Linked DNA regions of Mus musculus: region 1 is linked to region 2. A link is a contact called in public promoter capture Hi-C data. All regions are on one chromosome and are shown on one strand. The core of a region is the stretch at or near the end of the contact, and the rest is flanking DNA. Distances in the headings are between cores, read along the strand shown. Region 1 holds the start of Cdh1 (cadherin 1). Region 2 holds the start of Terf2 (telomeric repeat binding factor 2).

The links. Capture Hi-C pulls out chosen DNA fragments and counts their contacts.
Region 1: a contact with region 2 is called in a promoter capture Hi-C map of pancreatic islet. The contact joins the promoter of Cdh1 here to the promoter of Terf2 in region 2. A contact is called at or near these places in 2 of 9 other capture datasets (liver and pancreatic islet).

Annotation. Positions count from the first base shown.
Region 1 is chr8:106,599,979-106,604,853 of GRCm38.p6, reverse strand. It overlaps Cdh1 (cadherin 1), which reads right to left and starts at 1,504. Exons shown (of 16, transcript NM_009864.3): 1 at 1,312-1,504; 2 at 447-567. The coding sequence starts at 1,359.
Region 2 is chr8:107,094,269-107,099,322 of GRCm38.p6, reverse strand. It overlaps Terf2 (telomeric repeat binding factor 2), which reads left to right and starts at 2,775. Exons shown (of 10, transcript NM_001371065.1): 1 at 2,775-3,201; 2 at 3,299-3,394; 3 at 4,371-4,501. The coding sequence starts at 2,814. Mir7075 (microRNA 7075) reads left to right here and starts at 3,217; the gene lies at 3,217-3,298.

The sequences.
Region 1 (4,875 bases), core at 255-2,754, 490 kb after region 2:
TGAACAAAAACCACAAGTCATTATGAACCGGTTCCTCAGTGACTATACCTAAATAGTGGGAGTCAAATCCCGGTTCAAATGCCTGCCCTGCTGACCCTGTGAAGTCACTCTATGAGCCTCCAATTGCTCATCATTAAATGGAACTACAGTCCAACTGGCTCTACCCAGCAGGTTTGGCGGTCTGAAATGATAGACCGGCTCCAGTAATCAGTTGGAGGAATACCGATGACCTCTAAATACCCTTGGCCCATTTCTGCCCCGTATAAATAGCAGAGCCAGACATATCTACCTTGATCAACCACAATCGATAAATAAGACTCCCAAATCTGCCGTAAATTCCAAGGAAGAGTTTTGTCCATTCCACCCTACCAGCATGGTAGCACGATTTCTTGGCGCCTTCACTACCCGACCCCACTCGGCCGAGTAACACCATCAGTTTCCCTTACCTCTGCCCAGGACATGGCCTCTCTCCAGGTGCCTCTCCGGCACCGGGAAGGTGTAGACCTCGGAACTGAAGCCGGGACTGCAGGACTCAGGCTCCAGCTCCTGGCAAAGCCATGAGGAGACCTGGGATGGAGGTAAAGTAAGCAAACTGGTGACTTGAGGGGGTTCCCAGCAGCCCACACCGAAACCAAGGGTAACCCTTCCCTCGCCTCGGGCGCCGGGATTAGTGGGGAGGACCCCCCTCAGGGCACACAGGGACGCTATCCGCTCATCCCGAAACCAGCCGCCAAGCTCCAAAAGCCTTTGGGGGAGGGGACATCTGGGGCCACCACCTGGCAACCTAGTCCACCTTCCTCTCCTAGCTCCATTTGCATCTCACTGGAGACGCCTTGACTCTTCCGGACACCACTTTCCTTCGACCGCGAACGGTCTCAACGCACACCCGCAGACTCCTCTCGGGTACCCCAATCTACGGTCCCTCCCTAACAGGACAGGTGCTTTTATAATACTAAAATCCCTTCCCTTATCTCGGATCGTCCGCGCTACTTCAGCACCCCACCTTCTACAGGCAGGCCCCCATCCTGCTCCACGCCTCCTCTGTCTCAAACAGGGACCCTGCTCAACCCGGGGACCCGGGAGCCGGCAGCGTGGCGCGCCCCCACCTGGGAACCTGCGCCAGAGGCGACCACTCCGCGCCCGCCTGGACCTCCCTCCCACTCCACCGCACTCAGCCCCGCACCGCGCAGCGCCCAGGGCGATCTGGCCCTCCGGATCCCAACTTTCTTGGAAGAAGGGAAGCGGGACCACAGCCGGCAGAAAAACACAGCGAAGCGGATCATGGGGCACGAGTCAGGACCCTCCACATACCTGCAGCAGGAGCAGGAGCGCGGAAAAGCTGCGGCACCGGGCTCCCATGGCGGACCCGGCAGACGCCGAGCAAACACTGAGCTCGGGTGCGGTCGGGCAGGGCCGGGTTAGGCCGGGCAGGAGTCTAGCAGAAGTTCTTGGGAACTCAGTAGTGCGCCGCGGCTCCCACACCAGTGAGCAGCGCAGAGGCTGCGGCCGCCAGGTGAGCCCGCAGGCACCGCCCCCGGCGCCGCTGATTGGCTGGGGACGCACCTGCAGGTGGCAGCCAAGGAACTGCAGGGCCCTCAACTTCCTCCACCCCTGTCTGTAGTTGGTGGCATGGGGCCGGCCTTAGAAGACTTCCCAGCTTCCTATTCCACGGTCGTTCGAATCCTAGCCTAGCTGTGCTCTGACCCACGGAGACATGGAGTTACAAAGGACTTTATTCATCATCTAGGTTTCCGTTTTGTTTCTTATGTTTTTATTTTCTTTGGTTGGATGAGTTTGTTTGCTTAGGGATTTTAAATGACATTTTAACATGGGGGGAGGGGTGCGTGCGCGGGCGAGAGCGCGATCCTGTGCTCGCAAACGCACGTGCCACAGACCGATTGTGGAGATAAGACGACAGCCTTCAAGAGTCAATTCTCTTCTTCCACCAAGAGGGTCTTGGGATTGCATTGCCGCCATTGGCCTTTACTGACTGAGCTATTTCTCCGACGGTTTTATTTTGTTTGGTAGCTTTTTTGTTTGTTTGTTTTCCAACTCAGGTGGGCCTGGAATTGTCTTAGTCTTAGCCATCCTCCTGTTTCAGTCTCCCGAATGCTGGGATTGCACAAGTGGGGTACCAGACCAGGCTAATCTAATTTTCTAACACCTGACCGGCTCCCTTTTGAGACATAGCCTTGCTATGTAGCCCAGCATGGCTTTAAACTCATCATTGTTCAAACTCAGCCTTCTCACTTCTGGGATGGAGCTACAGGTACCCACTACCTTACTGCCCGGCTAAAATCTGTTCTCTTAACTTCAGTTCTCAGGACTAGGTAACCCAGACTGGCTTTGACCTTGGGACCCCCAAGTAGCAGCATCCTATGCATCCCACATCCATCAGGTTTTTTGTTTTGTTTTGTTTTGTTGTTGTTGCTTTTTATTTTAAATCTTTTACTTACATTGTTCTCCCTCCGTGTATGTCTATGTGAGGGTATCAGATCTCCTGGAACTGGAATTACAGACAGCTGTAACTACCATGTGGTTGCTGGGATTTGAACCTGGGTCCTTTGGAAGCAGCCAGTGCTCTCAACCACTGAGCCATCTCTCCAGCCCTCCTCATCAGTTGTTCTGTTGGGTTTTATTTTTTAATAATTTATTTTGTTTATGTGTATTGGTGTGAGGATGTCAGGTCCCTTGGAACTAGAATTACAGCCAGTTGTGAAATGCCATGGGGGTGCTGGGATTTGAACCCGGTCCTTTCGAAAGGCAGTCAATGCTCTCAACCGCTGAGCCATCTCTCCAGCCCTCTCCCATCTGAGCTGGAAGAGATGTTACTCAAATCTGTTATTTACCTACAACTTGATATCGTGTAGCAAGTCAACGTGTTAAAGGAGGAAAGTCCAGAACTCAAGCTCTCCTGTTCCAGAGATTGAGACGTTTAATACCATAGTCATGGCATAGCCACCTGCACCTGAGAATTCTGTCCCTGGTACATAATTTTAGGATCAAAAATAAAATAGACAAATATTAGATTAGTTTCCCTGTCTGCCTATGGCCTGCCATGTCCGTGTTGCTTGGATATATGAAAACAAAGGCATCTCTCATTCCTATTGGTCCAACCTTGGCAAAACAGAGATTGGGGATGTAGCTCATACATGAGGCCCTGGGTACCACCCTCAGCACAGTGTAAAGCAGGTATGGTGGTGCCTATAATAGGCACATAGGGATTACACGTAGGCAGGAAAATCGTGACTTCAAAGCCACCCTCCTCAGCGACAAACTGGATTTGAGCCCTGAGAATCTCAAGAAGCAACCAAAAACTACAAAATCATATATCCCTGCCAGTCACTAGCCTGTATGGCACTGGGCAAGTCCTCTTCTGTACTAAGGCCAAAACAATCACTGAGGTGTGGAGGCTGTGCCTTTGAAAGGCCCAGCCCTATCTGACCATCAGTATTTCCCATAGTGTTAATGGTGAACCTGAGCCCACAGAGAGCACAGCCTCATCTATAGAGGTGCTGTTTCTAGCCCACGTAACCCACACTAATTCTGCCAGCCTTCCCTGCAGGCTGACCGCTCTGTTTTAATGGCTTTCCAAGCACGCGCACACGCACACACACACACACACACACACACACACACACACACACACACACACAGCAGCAGCATTTTGGATTTCCGCTTCTTGGTTCCCTCTGCTTCTTAGCCCACCAGGCAGCTCAGAGGGCGAGGACTCTGGTATTTCCTTTCCCACTGAAGCTCCTGCCCAGATCATGCCCTGAAAGAGAAAATGGAAATAAAGAAAGGGGCGTCTTCTCTCCACGGGGCAGCCTCATCGTTTATTTTATTTTTCCTCTCAGTTACATAAAAATACATATTTTATATCATGGCTGGGTGCAGGGAGTCTTTGGAGCGTTGCTTTCTTTTGCCCAGCCAAGCACTGGCCTCGGAACTCCGAGATGACTCTTCATTGACCCTTCCATTACACAGTGATAATTCAATAAAAAGGATTTTAGACAACAACTAAGGGCAGCAATACAGGTCAGGTCTAATGCACCCTTCAGATTTCTCATCAAGTCCTCTGGAGAGGGACAGAAAGGGTCACTCAGTGCCTCAGCCTGGCTATGCAGGCTGACAAGAAAGCACCAAGAGGCTCCCTATACAGTTGGGGCTCTGTGCAGTAGTGACCTTCCTCAGTTTACCCTTCTGTCAAACAGGCATAAAACTTCAATTGAGTATGAAGACTCACCGAGCCAGTAGGTAGAGACTCTGCTGCAGGAACCGAATTATGCACTCTCCCCTCCACCCGCGGCTGCATTTATGAATCCATAAAAGGGTGGTATTGATAGCATTACATTAGGAAGGTTCTCGAGTGGTGGTGGTGGTGGGAGATGGGGGGAGTGAGATAAGGTTTCCAGCCCAGGATAGCCTCATGCTAACTATGTAGGTAAGGCTAAGCATAAACTTCTGATCTGCCTATCCTCTTCTCCCAAGCACTAGGATTTCAGGTGTGTGTCTCCTCCATACTGCACCAGACTTCCCAAGTTAGTAGGAATAAGTGAGAATCCAACCCAGGGCCCTGAGAATGCTAGGTAGGCACTCTACATATTGAACTGCACGTCCGGTCCCTTGGAAGATTCTCCTTCATACTCTAACACACTTTGTTGTTGTTAGTAGAAAATGGAACCCAGCACCCAGGCTATGGATAGCTATATACCCAGCCCTTTTTGTACTTTTTTTTGAGACAAGATCTCCACTAGTTGCCAGGCTAGCCTTAATCTCACTCTATACAGCCCAGGCAGACTTTGAACTTGTGACTATGCTGCCTCAGCATCAACTGAAGGAAGGCTACAGGCTTGAACCACCAGGCCAGGTGCT
Region 2 (5,054 bases), core at 1,526-4,025:
GGCTAGAAATAAAAAAAAAAAAAAATCATCCGTGTGACGTAACCCAGGCTCTGAATGACAAATGTGGACGATTTCTTTTTTATGTGGTGGGTAGCTTTTAAGCCTTCCTTATGAGTGTTAGAGTCCATGTAACCACAGGGGTTAGATACCTAATAAAGGACTTGGGGAGGGGGATTTTGCAAGGAAGGGAATATAGAGTATGTTGTTATGGAGAGAGGAAGGAGACTGGAGTGGGAGGATTAAGTGGAGAGCAGGATGGTAGAGGAGGGACTCTAGGGAGGAACAACTGACATTCGGGCCATTAGAGGGCCCACATGGGATCCTGATACTGAGGCTTCCTAAATTTGTACATATATTGTCTTAGAGTTTTATTGACGTGACCAAGGCAACTCTTGTGTTGTTGTTGCTTGTTTGTTTGGTTGGTTTGTTTTGTTTTTCTGAGGCAGGGTTTCTCTGTGTAGGCCTGGCTGTCCTGGAACTCATTCTGTAGACCAGGCTAGCCTCGAACTCAGAGATCCACCCGCCTCTGACTCTCAAGTGCTGGGATCAAAGGCATGCACCACCACTGCCCAGCCCAAGGCAACTTTTTTTTTGTAAAGATTTATTTATTTTACTTATATGAATGCACTGTAGCTGTCTTTAGACATACCAGAAGATGCTGCCAGATCCCATTACAAGATGGTTGTGAGCCACCATGTGGTTGCTGAGAATTGAACTCGGGACCTCTGGAGGAGCAATCAGTGCTCTTAACCTCTGAGCCATCTCTCCAGCCCGCAAGGCAACTCTTATAAAAGAAGACATTTAATTTGGGTCTGATTTACAGTTTAAGAGGTATAGTCCATTCCCATCATGGTGGGAAGTGTGGCAGCATCCAGACAGACATAGTGCTGGAGAAAGAGCTGAGAATTCTACATCTTGATCTGCAAGAAGGAAACTGGATGTGTTTCATATTGGGCGTAACTTGAGCATTTAAGATCTCAAAACCCTGCCTTCACAATGCCACACTTCCTTGAAATCCCACCAATCCCCATTCTGGAACTGTCCACTCTGGGAAGCTCCACCTCCCACCCCCCAAGAAACCCTATATAAAGTCTTCCTTCAGTTCACTGCTGCTTTTTACCCAAGCAGAGGCAGCCACCCTTTTGGGGTCTTCCCTCCCAAACACATCTCTTGTGTGAGATTTGTTGTACAGTGTGATTTTGTGGAGTTCTTTGTCCCCTGATTGACAGGATACCTCCCAGAACAGAGGTGTAACACCTTCCACTGTGGCAACCTCCCCCTTGCTGAAGCACAGATGTAATACTTTTTAGAGAGAAACCTTCCCTTGCCAGGCCTCGCCCCTGAGGAGCTCCAACCACCAGTTCCATCCACAGAACACTCTAACCACTCTAATGGCTGGACCCAGCCAGCCCTCACCCTACAGAGTAAAAAAACTCAAGCTCTGGACTTGAAAACTTGCCCTGCTCCACTCTCACCCCAAGAAACCCCACATAAACCCTGCCTTCTACTCAGTATCCAGCTGCCTCTCGCCTGAGCCTGAGTCTTCCTTCCTTCCCAGTAAATTTCTTGTGTGTGAGGTTTGTCGTATAGTGTGACTTTGTGATATTCCTTGGTTCTTGACTGCCAAGATACTTTCCCCTCAGAGCTATAACTTTTACACTGGGTGTAAAGACATGGACCACTGCACCAAACTTAAAAATCAGATTTTTTTTTTTTTTTGTAAACAAAAATAGATTGTCCAAGCATGCTCTGGATGAGTTCATGAAAAGCAATTGGAATCCAGGAGCAACAAGATAGATGGTTCAGTGGATAAAGATGCTTGCCAGAGACTAAGCCAGATGACCTGATTTCAGTCCCTAGGATCCACATAATGAAAGGCAAAAACCAACTTCTAAAAGTTATCCTTGGATCTCTGTGTATACACACACACACACACACACACACACACACACACACACAATTTGTTGAACCCTGAGCTACAGGAACCAGAAATAGTAACTCAGTTCATTTTAATACAATCCTCACGATGTCCACTTGACAGAAAGGGGCACAGGTACACAAACGGAGAAGTAACTTGTTCAAGGTTTACACAATAAGAAGCAGACCTGTCAGGATATCAAGGCAGATAGTTTAGCTCCTGTTAAGTAAGGCAAACAGGCTGGAATCACCAAGCAGCTTGGATTACCATAGCTAGGATTGCTTTAGAGAGTGGCTCCAAAGCCATGTTGTGGATGGGCTCTGACATGAGTTCAAAACTAGCCTGGGTAACTTTGCAGGGCCTGTCTTAGAATACATTTTTACTAGGTGGCTGGGGACAGTGCACGGTTGATAAAGTGCTTGCTCTAGAATGGCGAGGACCTCCGTTGATTCCCAGAACAAACCTATGTTTTAAAAAGAAAAAAAGTAAAAAAAAAAAAAAAAAAAAAAAAGGCTGGCCATGTTGGCACTATCTCAGCACTGCAACACAGAGGCAGAGTTCTATGTCTTGAGTTCCAAGCCAACCAGGGATACACAGTGAGACTCTGTGTCAAAACAAAACAAAGTAATTTCTTTCTACTGTACTGCTTTTCACAATTTGCGAAATGTCTAACATTATGCACGCGCTTATTTTTCATATTCTTTACACTGTCCCAAGTCTGCAGCGTAGTCTTCAAAATAGCGCGCCTGGCTGGGCTGTGTGGACTCCAATCCCCAGCAAGCATTGCAGCAGACACAAGAGGAACTACGGATGCCGAGGAGGTGGGTAGACCCCCCGCCGCCTCGGTCCTTTCCCTCCCAGAAGCCCGCGGGCGGCTCGGAACCCCGTCGGTATCATGGCTGCGGGAGCCGGGACAGCGGGCCCTGCTTCCGGCCCGGGCGTTGTGCGTGACCCGATGGCGTCACAGCCAAGGAAACGGCCCAGTCGGGAGGGCGGGGAGGGCGGGGAGGGCGAGCGGCGGTCGAACACGATGGCGGGAGGAGGCGGGAGCAGCGATAGCAGCGGGCGGGCGGCGAGCCGACGGGCATCGCGCAGCGGCGGGCGGGCTCGACGGGGGCGACACGAGCCAGGGTTGGGAGGCGCGGCCGAGCGGGGCGCGGGGGAAGCTCGCCTGGAGGAGGCGGTCAACCGCTGGGTGCTCAAGTTCTATTTCCACGAGGCGCTGCGGGCCTTTCGGAGTAGCCGGTACCGGGACTTCAGGCAGATCCGGGACATCATGCAGGGTGAGAGCCGGCTCGGGCCGCGGGGAGGAGGACATGGTTTTGGGGGGCATGACTTGGGGTCCGGGGCTCGCGGAGCCAACCATGTCTTCTTTCCCAGCGTTGCTTGTCAGGCCCTTGGGGAAGGAGCATACGGTGTCCCGGTTGCTGCGGGTTATGCAGTGTCTGTCGCGCATTGAAGAAGGAGAAAATTTAGGTACGGCTATTTTTTGTGTGTTCTTTTCTGGGCTTACTTACGTAGGGTTTTGTTATTTTCAAACTTAACATCCGGAACTGAAAGATTCCGGGTTAAAGTGCACTACTGGTTCCACCGCGGAGGGCTTTTTCATTCAACAGTGGTTGAATTCTCTAATTCCGGTTTTCTCCAGTTAAAGTTTCTTGGCTGTCTTTTGTTTTGTTTTCTCCCACCTGTTAATTGCACACCCATTTTTATTGCTACAAGTAAGTTACGTCAATAAGGACACATCTTTCTCCCTCTTCCTCCAAATAGTAAAGTGGGAACACTCTCCCATCCACACACAAGTTGAACTTGGCAGCTACTTAACAAACTCTCTTCATTGTTGGCCCCTTGTATCTGAGGAAGTTGTGTTATTCTGGATTTTGGAGGCAAACATATATGTTATAATTGAGCTGTATTAAAAAGTATTGAAAGATAGTCACTTAAAATACGTTGAAGCCAGCCGGGCAGTGGTAGTGCACACCTTTAATCCCAGCATTTGGGAGGCAGAGGCAGGTGGATTTCTGAGTTCGAGGCCAGCCTGGGCTACAGATCCAGTTTCAGGACAGCCAAGGCTACACAGAGAAACCCTGTCTTGAAAAACAAAAAAGAAATATGTTGATTGGAATTTGAACCATATATCAAGGACATAAACAAATAAATGCAAACTTTACTGGGTCTGTATGGCCCTTTTATATTATTAGTTTTTTTTTTTTTTAATGACAGAGTCTTAAAAGAGTCTACATAGCCATAGCTGTTGAACTCACTGTGTAGACCAGGTTGGCCTCTGCCCTCTGCCTCCTGAGTGAGGAGATTAAATGCCTGGTTTGCATGGTTCTTTGTACAAATGAGTCTTGTGGTGTTTGCATGCTTTATAAATAGCTATGTAAACTTTTTGGACATGTTTGCTCCTCCTTAGCAAAGAGCTTAAAGTGGAAACTGTGTTTTGTCCTAGACTGTTCCTTTGATATGGAGGCTGAGCTCACACCCTTGGAATCAGCTATCAATGTGCTGGAGATGATTAAAACAGAGTTCACACTGACAGACTCTATGGTTGAATCCAGCAGAAAACTGGTCAAGGAGGCTGTAAGACACATTTTTACTATTTTATTTTATTTTATTGTCTAGCAGAAGTCAGGGATCTTTGCAGACTCCTTGTGGAATCTTTTCTGCGTGGGTAGAGGGAAGAGCAGGTGGAGGGAGAGACAGACAGAGTAAGTAGTAAGCCCTCTAGCTGTGGAGAGGATAGCTCTGTGGTTTGGGTTGTTTTTGTGGCCTTGGGAAGTGGTTGACGTTGAAGACGGTTTTGGAAGTTTGTACCTTTGAGGAGCACTGAGGCCCCCCAAGTATCTGTGGTCCTAGGTTTGGTTGCCATTGTCTGTAATAAGCCAAAAGGAATGGTTAGGGCCTTGGGAAATGTGGGACTGAGTTTTTTGACTGCTGAAAGGAAGACTTAAGGAATCATTCCTGCACTAGACTAGAGTCAACCAGAGAAGAGACAGAGCACAGACAGAGCTCCAGAGTGACAGAGCGACAGAGTGACAGAGCGACAGAGTGACAGAGCTAGCTGAGGAGTGACAGAGCTCCAGAGTGACAGAGCGACAGAGTGACAGAGCTGAGGAGTGACAGAGCTCCAGAG